Regions from separate parts of the Mus musculus genome. Here all the other regions are linked to region 3. A link is a contact called in public Hi-C and HiChIP or PLAC-seq data. All regions are on one chromosome and are shown on one strand. The core of a region is the stretch at or near the end of the contact, and the rest is flanking DNA. Distances in the headings are between cores, read along the strand shown.

What was found. A called contact is a pair of places that touch in the nucleus more often than the background predicts. HiChIP or PLAC-seq counts read pairs in DNA pulled down with a chosen protein or histone mark.
Region 1: a contact with region 3 is called in an H3K4me3 HiChIP or PLAC-seq map of the 230-238 cell line, with 11 times the contacts expected there. The contact joins the enhancer-like site here to the promoter of Gemin8 in region 3. A contact is called at or near these places in 1 of 39 promoter capture datasets (embryonic stem cells) and 3 of 115 datasets of contacts at active chromatin or transcription factors (the 230-238 cell line, memory CD8 T cells and stem cell-derived neural progenitor cells).
Region 2: a contact with region 3 is called in an H3K27ac HiChIP or PLAC-seq map of large pre-B cells, with 3 times the contacts expected there. The contact joins the enhancer-like site here to the promoter of Gemin8 in region 3. A contact is called at or near these places in 2 of 39 promoter capture datasets (embryonic stem cells and maxillary cranial neural crest), 3 of 115 datasets of contacts at active chromatin or transcription factors (large pre-B cells and stem cell-derived neural progenitor cells) and 1 of 9 other capture datasets (adipose tissue).
Region 4: an HNF4G HiChIP or PLAC-seq map of pancreatic cancer cells shows a contact between it and region 3. The contact joins the enhancer-like site here to the promoter of Gemin8 in region 3. A contact is called at or near these places in 2 of 39 promoter capture datasets (embryonic stem cells and neural stem cells), 4 of 115 datasets of contacts at active chromatin or transcription factors (embryonic stem cells, large pre-B cells, pancreatic cancer cells and 1 more) and 1 of 9 other capture datasets (adipose tissue).
Region 5: a contact with region 3 is called in a Hi-C map of liver, with 5 times the contacts expected there. The contact joins the promoter of Glra2 here to the promoter of Gemin8 in region 3. A contact is called at or near these places in 9 of 39 promoter capture datasets (cranial neural crest, embryonic stem cells, frontonasal cranial neural crest and 4 more), 3 of 484 Hi-C or Micro-C datasets (embryonic stem cells, liver and neural progenitor cells) and 2 of 115 datasets of contacts at active chromatin or transcription factors (astrocytes and embryonic stem cells).

The regions. Positions count from the first base shown.
Region 1 is chrX:167,118,368-167,121,067 of GRCm38.p6, reverse strand. No RefSeq gene overlaps it. Among named protein-coding and RNA genes, the nearest start is that of Gm15232, 18 kb to the right of the region's middle. Within about 2 kb of position 1,292, at least 25 of the 459 cell types and tissues checked have an H3K27ac peak or open chromatin away from gene starts, as enhancers often do. A contact at or near this core is called in the 230-238 cell line, where this site is marked.
Region 2 is chrX:167,144,641-167,147,340 of GRCm38.p6, reverse strand. No RefSeq gene overlaps it. Among named protein-coding and RNA genes, the nearest start is that of Gm39549, 24 kb to the left of the region's middle. Within about 2 kb of position 1,445, at least 41 of the 459 cell types and tissues checked have an H3K27ac peak or open chromatin away from gene starts, as enhancers often do.
Region 3 is chrX:166,169,116-166,171,815 of GRCm38.p6, reverse strand. It overlaps Gemin8 (gem nuclear organelle associated protein 8), which reads right to left and starts at 1,362. Exons shown (of 4, transcript NM_146238.4): 1 at 1,266-1,362.
Region 4 is chrX:167,058,544-167,061,295 of GRCm38.p6, reverse strand. No RefSeq gene overlaps it. Among named protein-coding and RNA genes, the nearest start is that of Gm8817, 10 kb to the left of the region's middle. Within about 2 kb of position 1,380, at least 3 of the 459 cell types and tissues checked have an H3K27ac peak or open chromatin away from gene starts, as enhancers often do. A contact at or near this core is called in pancreatic cancer cells, where this site is marked.
Region 5 is chrX:165,325,991-165,328,690 of GRCm38.p6, reverse strand. It overlaps Glra2 (glycine receptor, alpha 2 subunit), which reads left to right and starts at 1,298. Exons shown (of 9, transcript NM_183427.5): 1 at 1,298-1,889. The coding sequence starts at 1,822.

The sequences.
Region 1 (2,700 bases), core at 43-2,542, 950 kb before region 3:
TTGGTTTTTTTCCAGACAGGGTTTCTCTGTGAAACAGCCCTGACTGTCATAGATCCCTCTTTGTAGACCACACTGGCCTTGAACTCAGAGATCCACTTGCCTCTACCTCCCTAGTGCTTAGATTTAAAAGGTGTATGCCACCATCTCTGGCCAGTGTGTTTCTTTCTTGATGCTAGGTTTGGTTGATTTGGTGATTGCCAACTTAAAATTGGAAGACTCATCTGCTAGACTAAGCATACACACACACACACACACACACACACACACACACACACACATGAGTGAGTGTGGTGGGCACATCCCACAGTGAGATCCTTGTCTAATACTCTCTCCTGGAGTACTTGCAAGAACTTATTTTACTTTCAGTCAACAAAATATGTCAAAAGTGATAGGATGTGATCTCCCTTGATTGCATAATGCACACCAGTTTTGTTTGCTGACCACCAATAAGAAATCAGGGACCCTAGTCTTATAGCTTCAAGGAATTCAATTTTGCCATCCTTTGTGCAAGCTCCAGGTAAGACTGGTATCCGTATTTGGACCTCATGAAGCCCTAATAGAGGATTCGGATACACCATGGCCACATTTCCCACATATAGAAGTGGAGAGTTAACAAGTGGGTATGATTTAGAGCCACTGGATTTGTGTCTGTTTATTGCATAGCATGAGTACAGACAGATTTAGTGGTTTTCCATTCATTTCCAAGATACAATATTTATGAACTTATAGTTAAACTAGTTGTTCTCAGGCTTGCTTTATAAAATCAATTGTATAATAACCAATCTATCTTTAAAATACTTTTATAAAATAAAGGTGAATTATGAAAAATATTAAATGAGGAAGGCATATGAAAAATCAGCCCATGAGCCAATGTCCTAATAAAATGAATTATTTGAAAAACTCAATAATGGCACACATAATCCAAGGGCACACATTTTATTATTAGATTTGATAGACATACTCTGTTAAATTAGTATAAAATCTTCTGAACAGTCTATCTCAACATCTCAACTAACACGTCTCACTGAAGGTAGATAATAAACATTCCCATATGTGGCTACTGATCTATGTATGGGTCAGACATTTAAATGCTATTGAACCAACCTAAAAAATAGCTGGCCTTTATCAAGACTTACTGTATTTTGGATACTGTGTGCTCTCGTTCAGATAGATTGCTTTCTGCTCATACACCTCAAAATGCCATGAACTTCTCACTTTCCCCTCTGTGTATGTGACTAAATTAGGATTAGTGAGCTGGAGTCACTTGCTCGCTGTGGTGCCCCAGCTGGTAATTACAGAGAGCTACAACCCAAACCCGGCAATATTATCTTCCCAGAATGCTAGGCAGGATTATCATTTCCAGTGTAGTGATTGAGATCATGCTGCATTTGAATTGATCACAAACACAGTGTAACTGCTTCATCCTGGTCAAAATTCCTACTTAGGGGGTTTTCTGTACTTCCCAAACAGGACAATAACTTGTTCCAGACATGAGCTACAGAGATGAGCCTAGGCGATGCTCAGAAGGAAATGAACCTGTGCTTGCTCATCTCTCTTCTCTCAGTTCTTCTTGGCAGCATCAGGGATGCGGAAGAAAGGAAAGCAGGTGTAGCTAGGGGATTTATGCTCCACTTACGCCTGTTATGGCTTTCACTTCCTTCACTGATCTCCGTCAGAGGTTTAAGGGTAAATTTCCATTAGCATCACTGGAGGGACTTTTACAACCTAGTAGCACACAGTCCCTAGCCTAGGGGATTTTTTGTTTACTGGGTTGGATTATGTCTTGGGATCAGGACTTTCCAAAGCATTGCTGGGGGTGGGGGTGGATTCTATTATGTATACAGGCCATGGAACCATAGTTTTAAGGAACATACTACAAGGGAAGGTGCAGCTGAATCATTTGTATGTGCTCTGAATGTCCTCTTGCCATGTGAGAACAGCTTTCTGTCCATGAATAGTCAGGATGAGGCTAACTCTGGCAGATCTCGTTGTAAGATGCTTAGAAGAACTTGAAACTACTTGAAGCTTACAGCCTCCATTCATCCAGATCCATACTAGCTTAAGAGGTCCCACATTGGCAAAATTACATTAAGTGTATTTGGATGTTAGATATTCATAATTTCTTGTTCCACTGTAGACCCAGTAAATCTGCACTTCTGCAGGTAGCTCTGGGTTTTTGTTTGTTTATTTGTTTGCTTGTTTTTCTGTATTTATCTTTAATTTTTCCTTCTTAATGTTGGGAATCAGATTCAGAGCCTCATGCATGCATGGCAAATGCCCAACCATTGAGTTCTCCAGATAATTCTCAGGTATGTGCAGGAAGCATGGAATGTTGACAGCTTCAAACTGTGTTCCTTTTTTCTGATGTTATACATACGTGAGGACCTGGAAGGTTCTGTTAGGCTCAGGGGTAAAGAATTCAGTTTACCATAAATTTCTTCAAATATACTTGACCATAGAACTCTTAATTAGTTAAAAGATCTTAGTTGCAGGCAGGAGAGATGGCTCAGTAAAGAAAGCACTTGCCACCATAGCAGGAGGAGCAGAGTTTAGATCATCAGCGGACATACAAAAGGCAGGTGGACGAGGCAGCCCACCTGTAATCCTAGAATTCACGAGACAGAGATGGGGAATCCCTGGAGCAAGCTGGCTTGTTAGATGAGCCAATCTGGAAAGCTCTGAGACAAATGGAAGACTCTG
Region 2 (2,700 bases), core at 196-2,695, 980 kb before region 3:
CAGAAATGATCATGAGCACAGTTTTTTTTTCCCTCCATTTCTGGGGGGCATGCCAAACTCCTTCTCTCCCTGTTTCTTCCATATGGGCTACTTTGACAGTCTTGGTCCCTGTGGTTCTCAATTCTCCTCCTACTGCAACACTAATTCCTGTCTTGGGTACATGCACAGCTCTACCGTGGAAAGTACCACATGTGCTGTGACTCAATCCTAGCATCTATGAGAGTTCATCTTTACTGCCAGCCTAACAGGATTTAGCCTCATCAAGGAGACGCAGCCCAGCATTTGTCTATGAGGGAAGACCCACCCTGAATGGTAGCAGTCTGAGTCCTTCAGCTAGGATCTCAGACTAAATGAAGGGAAGAAGTAAGCTGAGCTCTAGCATCCATCTGTGCCTCTGCATCCTGTCTCTGATACATGGCCATAGTGTACCAGCTCCTTCATTCACACTCCTTTCTTCATCTGCCTTCCCTAACATTCAGTACTAAAGCAGCGATTACACGAACTGGTGAAATGAATCAGGATGCTGGATATAGGGTTTTTCCTTTGCTGGGTGGGTAGGTGGGGGCACTATCACCCTTTCACAAGGCTATGCACTTTATAGCCTCCCCGCCCCGTTCTCAGAATCTAGCAGGAAATCTTTTAATTTCTGACACCAAACAGCAGCAGCAGCCGTCCCCACTTCCTCAGAGTCTCTTTGGTACTCAGGTTAGCCAACGAAATACCTTAGGCAATTGGAAGCCATCCTAGTCTCAGATTTCCTTCTATTTTGAGCTTCAGATATGTAACAGTTAAGAAGAAAAGAACAAATTTTGCTGAAGGCTTTGTGCAGTTACTCTCACTGCTTTACAGCCCATCTGGGTATATACAATTTACTAAGGCTTCATCAAAGATTTTAGCTGGAAGTATTATCCCAGGCCCTGCCTGCAACAGAACACACACACACACACACACACACACACACACACTGGTATTCTGCTAAGAAGTCAATGTTTCTTTGTTGTTTTATTTTCTTTGTGTGTCTGTCTCTTTGTTTCTCTCTCCCCTTCCTTCTCCCTCTCCCCTCCTCACTCTCACTGAAAGAATGACACGCCAAGGAAAAATTCCCCCATCAAATTGGGATTTGATGTCAGGTGGAGGCAAATGAGAATTGCAGAGTGACTTCCTAGATGTAAGGCAGCAGGAAAAGGACTGAAAGGGGTTTGGCATTGTTCAATAGAACAAGATGCTGCAGTACACCCGACTCTGAGTTACAATGGTCCCTCACCGGCAGCTCGAGCCCAAGACTTTCTAAATTTTCAGATGAGGCAACTGATCTCCTTTCCTAGGGGGAGAGCTCTTCAGCTCTCTCAGAAAGAAGAAGCAACTTTGCCCTTCCGGATACAAACCATCAAGTCTCAGATAGGGAGGAAGTCTGGCTGAAGCTACTGTGGGGGGAGCAGAAGCAAAGAAACTTGAAAATACAATTTTTCACATGGGCTTCGCGAGCTAACCGAAGGGATCAGAGTGAGCATGGGCCTTGTACGTTTTTCTTTCTTTCTCTCACTAGAGAGAAAGGCCTACAGGAAATGTTTTAACCAATTTCAGTGCTGTCTCAAGAGTGCCCAGGGTCAGTATAGCAATTTAGAGAACCGGTTGCTAACAACATCAACTCTGACCCACTCACATCCCCAGCAACCAACCCACTCACGTCCCCACTCAACCCCACTATGTAAACTGACAAACTGATTTTAATGATTTCTACCCAGAAAGGTAAGAAGACATTTTTTTAAAGTTAATTTTTCCATACTCATTTTGAATTACCAAAAAACCGAAAGACAGAAAGTTGAATGGGTATGTTATAAGTAAATACATGTTGATTGTCCTTAATCTGGAAATTCAACATCTGATATTGTTCAAAATCTAAGACTTTTTTTTGAGAACCATTGTGATACCACAAAAAAAAATGTCACATCTCACCTAATGGGTTCCATCACAGTCAAAATGAAGGGACACTAAATTATTGTATAAAACCATCTTCAGCCTCTGTGTATATAAAAGAAACAGAAATAAATTTCATGTTTAGACTTAGGTTTCAATCCCAAGATATATTGGTGTATATATGCAACCAGTTCAAATTCAGAAGAAAAAAATCCCAAACTTAAACCACTTGGGTTCCCATCATTTTTCATAAGGGACATTTAGCCTGCATAGCCAAATATTACTGGTAGAATATAGAGGACTCTGAGTATCCTCTAGAGAATTCTTCTAATTTTGCTAAATGTTTTCAATTTCTAATAATAAAATGTCAGGAAAAAAATCACGGGCAAAACAATCACATCCTGTTGTCTGAATTAATGACTTATGCTTCAAAAGCCAACCGTGGTGCTGAGTTTATGCAGGTGCCCCGTAGTCCGTGTGATAAAGTCTCTGCCAATTTTCTTCCACATGCGTAAATGCTTTTCATTCATTTACATTTTGATGCTCTCCACAATCCCGAGAGTTTTTTAAAGCAATTATTTTAAGCTGGGAAAAACATGAAAATTAAAAACAAACCATTTTCCCCTAGGATATAGCAGCTCTGGTTACTTAAGAAAAAAAGTTACCAGACATGATGGTCTGTGCCTATAATTTAGCTCTCTAGAGGTGAAGTCTGGAGGATCGGGGAGTTCAAGGCTATTTTAGGCTACAAAGACAGGAAAAAAAAAAAGGGAAGAGTACCCT
Region 3 (2,700 bases), core at 113-2,612:
AATCAGTAAGAAGTTCCAAATGTCTAAATATATTAATATATTTCCAGTTCATCTGGCCTTAAATGTTACAGTCTGCATCTGATTGTCCAAGTGCTTTATGAGTGGATTTCCCAACATAAAGAAGTAATTCTGAGAGTTCTATAGTGTGCTTGAGAACTCTTATCTAACCTCTAGCTATGTTTAATTTCCTGCCATCCTTCTTATCTTAACTTCTCCTTAAACGCTGGACTTGAAGAAACACCAATAAGCCTCTGCCATCTGTAAAACAGTTTCACGATGGAAACGCCTGCCTCTCTGCAACTTGGGTTGATTTTTCCCCCCAGCCCAGCAGTCAACAGAAGGGATCATACACTTTACTGTGAACTTGCACGTGTTAGATTTACCCAAAGCATATACACATGGTTTCTCTTTCCACTGCCATCCCAAAGACACTGTTATCTTGACGAATCATGCTAGCATAAATTGTACTTTCAAACAGTATCACAATCTCACAATTCATAGAGGCTTTGTGTCTGTAACTTTTAGTCTTAAGATTTTGAGTAATGTTCTGGCTTTTAGTTAAAAAACAACAACAAAACAAAAACCAACAAACAACCCCCCCCAAGCAAATAAAAACCCCAACAACAGTGGAGTCCAGAGCCTAATTTGTGCAACGAGTTTGTAACAATCATTTCAGAAAAAAAAAGGGAAAATGGTTCAGAACTCTGGCTACCCACAGCAACTGTCAAATGTTCTTAAGATAACATCAACTAAGAATTCTGACCTACAGAACTCAAAAGTTGCAAGGGGGGCGGGGGAGAAACTCAGGTTTTTGTTGTTTTGTTTTTGTAAATGAGCCAGTAGCTTAGACATCTCTGCAGAAACGTGTCCTGACAGACTTCCTGCAACATTGTGATCCACAGCACGTTTGAATTACACTGTGAGTTAAAACAAAACAAAACAAACAAAAACCCCAAACCTTCCCATGCTTGAGCCTCACTTCTCAAGATCTGAACTGGAATAGTCTGAGGTGGGGGCCTGGGAACAGAATTCTCAGCAGGCACCCAAGGATTAGGAAGCACATAGGGCTTGAGAGCATAAATTAGAACTAGTTTTAACAGTCTGTCAGGGGTTGGGACTCTCACGGGTCTAGGCAACCTCCTCGTGCTGCCGGGTGATGGTAATTAAAGCCACAGCATGAGCGCCAAGCCAGTACTCCAAGCTTCAGGAGTCCGCCACGCTATTCCCTTACTCCCCAAAAGCAACCCATCAGCCCCCGAAGTCACCTCGTGGGCACGCAGCTGGCAGATCTCGGGCGGTGGGCAACAACGGACCTAGCTCTGGTGGTGGGGAGGAGGAAGGGGCGGGAGAAGTGGGGGAGTGACACAAGGAGAGCGGGAGGCTCGGGTTGCCTGGGCAACAAGGAGCTCGCTTCCGGTACGGGGCTTGAAAGACGGAAGTCCCGCCTTATCCGTGACGTAACGTCGTGTCAGTGGCTACACAGAGTCAAGGGCGGCACAGGAAGCGAATTCGTTTGTTTGGGCGGTCCCGGCAGCTAGCTATTGGGCACTAGGGGATCAGAACTGAATTGCACCCTCAGCTTTCGGTTATTATTATTATTATTTCTTCTTTAGCTTTTACTTTCTTTTCACTTTCTTAACTAAAATGGAAGGTGAGAAATTGTTTTGAAAATACAGATTCACTCAGATCTGTGTCAGCTTGACATTTATGAACCTTAATTTGTACCTAGTGTTTCTGTCATTATAATCGTCAGCAGTACATGCCCTTCTAGAGTTGCACAAGAGTCCTTAGTAACCAAAGATGAACTACTAGAAGGCCAAGTGGGCTTATTTGGCAAAATGTGCCATATTTTGCAGGAATTTATTACTAGGAAAACCAGATTTGGACCAGATGCATGGTTATTCCAAAAAGTGAAAATAGGAAACAATTTAAATGCCAAAGGCTAAGATAATTAGGCAATGTCAGTAGTGGGACATTATTACCTTATCATTCCTGTAATATTGGTGAATCAAAGTAGTATAAAAGAATATTTAGCAAACATATACCAGATGTCTACTATATGCTAAGTATCTGCAGTGTCTTGTAGCTTCAAGGCACACGTGATTTTGAGGTACTTAAATGTGAGAATTTTCGATGTGCTTAACTAAATTCCACAGTACATTTTAAAGAGTTAATATTGAAAAAAAAATACGTGAACTGTCTAGTTGTTGTTGACACTGTCTCACTTTCAGCTGGGTCGAAGGTCATCATCTTGCCCTGGCTGGTTTGAATTCCCAGAGATCCACCGGTCTCTTGACTGTTGGGATTACAGGCACGCGTATCAACAAGCCTGCCTTAACTAACTCACATTTTAAGCAATCTTAACCTGGCAGTGGTGTAGCTTCATTGATAGAATGTTTGTCCAGCATGAATGATGCGCTGGATCATTCCTTTATAACATCTCACATCTGGGCATATTGGCGCATCTGTAATCCTAGAATTCTGGGCATGGAAGCAAGGTTGTTGTGGCTACACAGTGAATCTGAGGTCAACCTGGGATGCATGAAGCTGTTTGAGGAAAAAAAAAATCCTTGCCTTAGGGAAGGAGAATTTACCTTAAATGAAGAGTAAAATGAATTCCATGTACATATTTTAATATTTATGTACATATTTTAATAATATGTACATATTTATTAATCTGTTCAATAGAACATGAAATTA
Region 4 (2,752 bases), core at 131-2,630, 890 kb before region 3:
TACAGCATTAAAGGGTCCCAACAGTTTGGGAACCACTTTTGAAACATACATAAGACAGAGATAGGTCTTTTTTTTTTTTTTTTTTTTTTTTTTGCCTAGCATACTATGTGCATGGAATCTGCAGAATATCCAGATGTAGAATTCTTAGCTACTTCTCAAGCAATATGTCTACCTGTGTGCTGCCATGTATTCCTCCACGCTAGTAATGAACTCAACCTCTGAACCTGTAAATGAAATGTTTTCCTTTATAAGAGTTGCTGTGGTCATGGTGTCTCTTTACAGCAATAGAAACCCTAACTAAGACAACACTGAAGAGAGTGGGGCGGGTGGATCAGAAGTACAAAAGCACTTTCAACCACATAGTGGGTTTGAGGCCATCACTCACATATTAGATCCTGTTCTTTTAAAAGGGAAAACAGGATGGAAAGAAAGAAAGAAAGAAAGAAAGAAAGAAAGAAAGAAAGAAAGAAAGAAAGAAAGAGAGAGAGAAAGCGGAAGGAAGGAAGGAAGGAAGGAAGGAAGGAAGGAAGGAAGGAAGGAAGGAAGGAAGGAAGGAAGGAAGACTGTTTGAAGGCAGATGCCAATCAAAAAGGCGGCTTTATCAATCAAAAAGGCTGCTTTATATGCCTTAACTCATCTGTTAGAAAACCACTCAGGAATTAGTTATTGAGACTGCAGATAACAGATACTGTTATTTGTATTACAATATCAATTCACTCCCTTCTTCTAAGCTAACAGCACCTCCATTCTGTATGCAGGAGCAGCCTGTCTAGCTCTGTGTCTCAGACTCTCCTGTATCCTGGAAGAGCCACACAACCTGGTTTTGGGCAGGAGGCCAAAGCACAATAGTCCTTCTGAAAAGAATCATTTTTCCGTCTATGATGAGAAAGAGACTTAGTCAGCTAGTGTGTCATTTTCCTCTTCCTTTTCAGTGTGTGTGTGTGTGTGTGTGTGTGTGTGTGTGCATACATGTAAGTGCGTATAGACATATATGTGAATGCATATGTGTATGTGGAAACCAGAGGCTGACAGTAGGCATCTTTACTTGCCACTCTCCACGTTGTGTCTTCAGACAGGTTATTTTACTGAACATGGGGTACAGTGATTGGCTAGACTAGCTGGCCAGTGAACTCGTGGTCTGCTTATGTCTGTCTCTTCCATGCTGGAGAGGCGAACTAGCGTTCCCATGCTTATGCCACAGGCATTTTATCCACTGAGCCATATCTGTATCCCCTTCCTCCTCCTGCTTGCAGTTTATACCTGCCTTGCATGTAGACAGATGCTGTCACCATGAAAGTGAAGGAAAGGCCACAGGAATCCATAAAAGTGAGTCAGACCTCCTGGAACTGGATCACAAGCACTTGTGAGACACTCAGTATTGGTGCTAGGAATGTAATTTGGGTTCTCTGAAAGAGTAGTAGGCACTCTTAACTGCTGAGCCATGTATGGATCCCCCCCCCTCTCTCTGATAATATTTACTCTATAGGTTGCTAGAAGACAAGTTTGTGCATGTATATTAAGGAATTTCTGGAATTGGTTAACTGACGTGAACAAACCTATGCTAACTGTGGGCAGCACTGTTATTTGGGCTGGGGACATGGACTACATAAGAAGGAGAGCAGAGCATAGATATATCTCTACTTTCTAACTGTTGATGCATGTGATCATCTGCTTCACACCCTGATCACCATGACATTATACTTGAACTATGAGCCCAAATACCTTCTTTTCCTCAAGTTGTTTTTGTCTGTATTTTGCTATGGTAATGAGAAAAGTAACTAATACAGAGCAGTTTAAAGGTTTCTCATTCTTTCCTTTCTTCTCTTCTTCCTTCCTTCCTTCCTTCCTTCCTTCCTTCCTTCCTTCCTTCCTTCCTTCCTTCCTTCCTTCCTTTCTTTCTTTCTTTCTTTTCTTTTCTTTCTCCCTTTGTTCTTTTCTAGATAGGGCCTCATATAACCAATGACGACCTCGAGCTCACTATGTATAGTTAAGAATGCTTTTGAACTTCTGATCCTCCTGATTCAACCTCTTGAATGTTCAACTTAAAGCTAAAGTTAAATAGCAAGATTGAGAAGAAGTAAAGAGTTCTCAGCTCTATCTGGTCCCATTACCTCTTTGATGAGCAACACCTTCCATCAGGGTGATATATTTATTAACAACTGATGAACCCACATTGACAGCATTATTACCAAAATCCAGAGTTTACCTGAGAGCTCATACTTGTTATTATTCATTCAATGGGTTTGAGCAAGTGCAAATTGGTATATTATCCACCATTCCAGAACCATACAGCTGAGCTTCACTGCCCCTAAAGTTACATCTCATTGTTGGGAAAGAGAGAATGGGAAAGAATACTGATGTGTGGGCTTCTTTTATTTTAATTTTATTTTCTTTATTTCAATATATCCAGACCTCAGTTTCCCCTCTCTCCATTTCTTCCAGTCTTCCCCTCTTCTCTTCCTCAGTTCCATTCCTCTGCCATTACCCTTCCAAAAAGAGCAGGCCTCCCAGGGATCTACAGCAAACATTTCATAACATGTTACAATAACATCATTAGGCGTAAATCTTCATATCAAGGATGGATGGGGCAACCCCCTAGGAGGAAAAGGGTTCCAAGAACAGGCAAAAGAGTCAGATACATCACTATTCCCACTGTTAGGAGTCCCATAAGAACACCAAGCAATAGCCATAACAAATATGCAAAAGACCTAGCTCAGACCCATGGTAAAGGCACTTGTCACTAAGTGTGATG
Region 5 (2,700 bases), core at 49-2,548, 840 kb after region 3:
TGGGACCTTCCTGTGTTAAAAAAAAAAAAAATGAAAAGAACTTAGATATTTTTTCCTCTCAGAATCTACTTTTGAAAAAGTATAAAATTTTTGTGACTTTTCTTTGATATTCAAGCCAACCCAAGGATAAGCTTGTCATTTATGGGATAAATTTAACAATAGTAAAGCATTCTCAAATCAAGTCCTGTGGTAGAGTGCCAAGGTGGCTAAGGAGTGATATTTCATGGACAAATGCAAGTTCCTCACCCACTTCATCGTAAGTGCACATTTTCAAGGGAAACTAGTTACTACTGTTAAAATATTTCCCCTTTCTCTTTTTATTAATAGTATTGGTAAATTCATTTGGAGAGAGCAGGTTATGTGATATGCTTTGAACTGAACTCAGGAACTTTCAATCAGTTTTCAGCCAGTGTGGGAAGAGGAAAAATCCACTTAATTATTTGACCCTTATTGGTGATTAACACTCTGTACTGCAATGGTGAGACTAAGCCCCCAGTCTTCACTTTTTCTTGCTCCATTTCTATCATGGAACCCTGTTCAAACCTTAATTCGGGCAGGAAAAGATTGCTACTGCCCCCTGCTGGCTCACTGTCCTTTTCTTTCCCTTTTGGTATTTACTTGCGACTTGAGGATGCCCCAAGATTTTATGCACTGAACAGTAGAACGAACTTTCCCAAGTAGGAAGATAGATCAGTTAGGAACAAGAGGCTAAAATCAAAACAAAACACTCAAGAGCTGAGAAAGGCAGAAGATATTCTAAATTGCTGATCTCCGCGCACCTTTTTTTTTTTTTTTTTTTTTTTTTTTTTTGTACGTGAAAGCTTCTCTATGCCGAGGAAATACACTCTCCACTTCAGCCTTCAGCACAGGACTTCGCTTTTCCTCTAGCTTCCGCTGACTAGATGTTGACTTCCTATATCCCTATTATAATTTCAGTTCCCTGGATCTTGTTCTCTGTTGTCCTAGTTTACTTTTCTGATACTTTTAATCCTCTTTCAGTCTCTTCTGCTTCAAACTCCTTTCCCGCCTACCCACAGGCATTTCTGGGAGCTCGACCCTAGCCTCACCTTTTCCCTCTACACAGACTCTAGCCATAGTTGTTATCGCACTCCTTTCAGTAGCCCCTTACCAAAGAATCAGTCACTCTGCATTTCAACAGCAGGCTCATCTCCTCTCAAAAGCCTCTCTCCGACCCCCGCCCCAAGCTACTGAAAAAGGAAACATGCGCACTTCAGAGCTAGGAGCTGTCCGAGTGCTGAAATTTATAGGCTGGGTAAGATCACGTCTCCGTCTCTTTCTGTAGCTCTCATTCCAGCACAGGATCGCAGCATTTTTTCCCTCTTTCCCCCAAACACTTCAATATACAGAGTCTTTTCTTCTCCCTCATTTGCAACTTCTTTTTAAAAGAGAACATTTCCTAAGGAGAGGGGCTTTGCTGAATAGAAAAGATATAAAACAAAAGCTACAGCAGCCTGACTTCCAGCGTGGCATTGTCACCAGCCCCCTTTGCATGGTGATGCGATTAAGGTAACAGCATTTTTATTATTCAGGAAAAGCAGCTAGGGGATTCATCAGTTCTGAGGCTTTGTCTCTCCTGGGCTAACTGATGGTTCTGAGTCTTGGTTTGACCTGACCATGATGCCCAAGACTGGCACTTTTTGTTTTTTCTCAGCAAACTGTACAACCCCAAATCTCTTTTTGATTTTCAAGGAAACTAGATTCCTGCCAGATTTTGAGTCTGGACAATAAATAGGCACTTTGTCCTAGTCTCCTTTCTGGAATCATTTCGGGATATTTTCCACAACCATCACAGAAACAGGAATGTACCGGCAGCTAGTGAACATTTTGACAGCCTTGTTTGCATTTTTCTTAGGGACAAACCACTTCAGGTAGGTGAAATGATTTTGCATGCTTATATTTTCCACATGAAAACTGTTTGAAAGAGAAAGTATGTAATGATCTGTCTATTTGTTCCCTAAATCCTACTATTCCAATGTCGGAGAGGAGAGTTTGCTTTCTTTTGTTCATTAAAAAAAAAAAAAAAAAAGCTTAATTATGGTGGGAGGGAGGCAAATGTTCACCAAAGCAAGTTTTATGTTATATAGCTGCACTTTATGCATTTTGGCACACATTTTCGCCGTCAATGTGATATTAAGATTAGACTAGTGAGTTGTGTGCTCTTTACATTACTGTGTAAGGTTGATATCTTTAGCTTTCAAATTCTTCTGGAAGTCATTTAAAGGGATTATTGGGTGCAATGTTCCTTTTTTCATATGGTGGAAGTGATTGGATTAATTCCCCAGGAGCACGCTCATTTGATGTAAAATAAATAAGAACGCTGATTCTCAGCCAACTTGGGACTTCTCTTATATCTCACTAACTAAAATTGTACTATGAAGTCTATGATTTAGACATTTTTTTCAAGTAGTAAATATCTTTATGCAACTCTATCCTCTTGTTCGGTCTATTTGAGAATTGATTGCATATCAAAATTTAATTAAAAATGACATCTTTGTACTTATGTCTGTATGAGAAATGGGGTGTGGATAATTAAAACAAGTGAGATGTCATATTTGCATGCTTGTATTCTCTATATAATTTACTAATTGTGAAATCAATTGATACTTCAATCAGTTTTATTGGCAGTGAGTGAAATATCCAGTTAATGACATAGAGTCTAAGACAGGCTAGACATAAAAA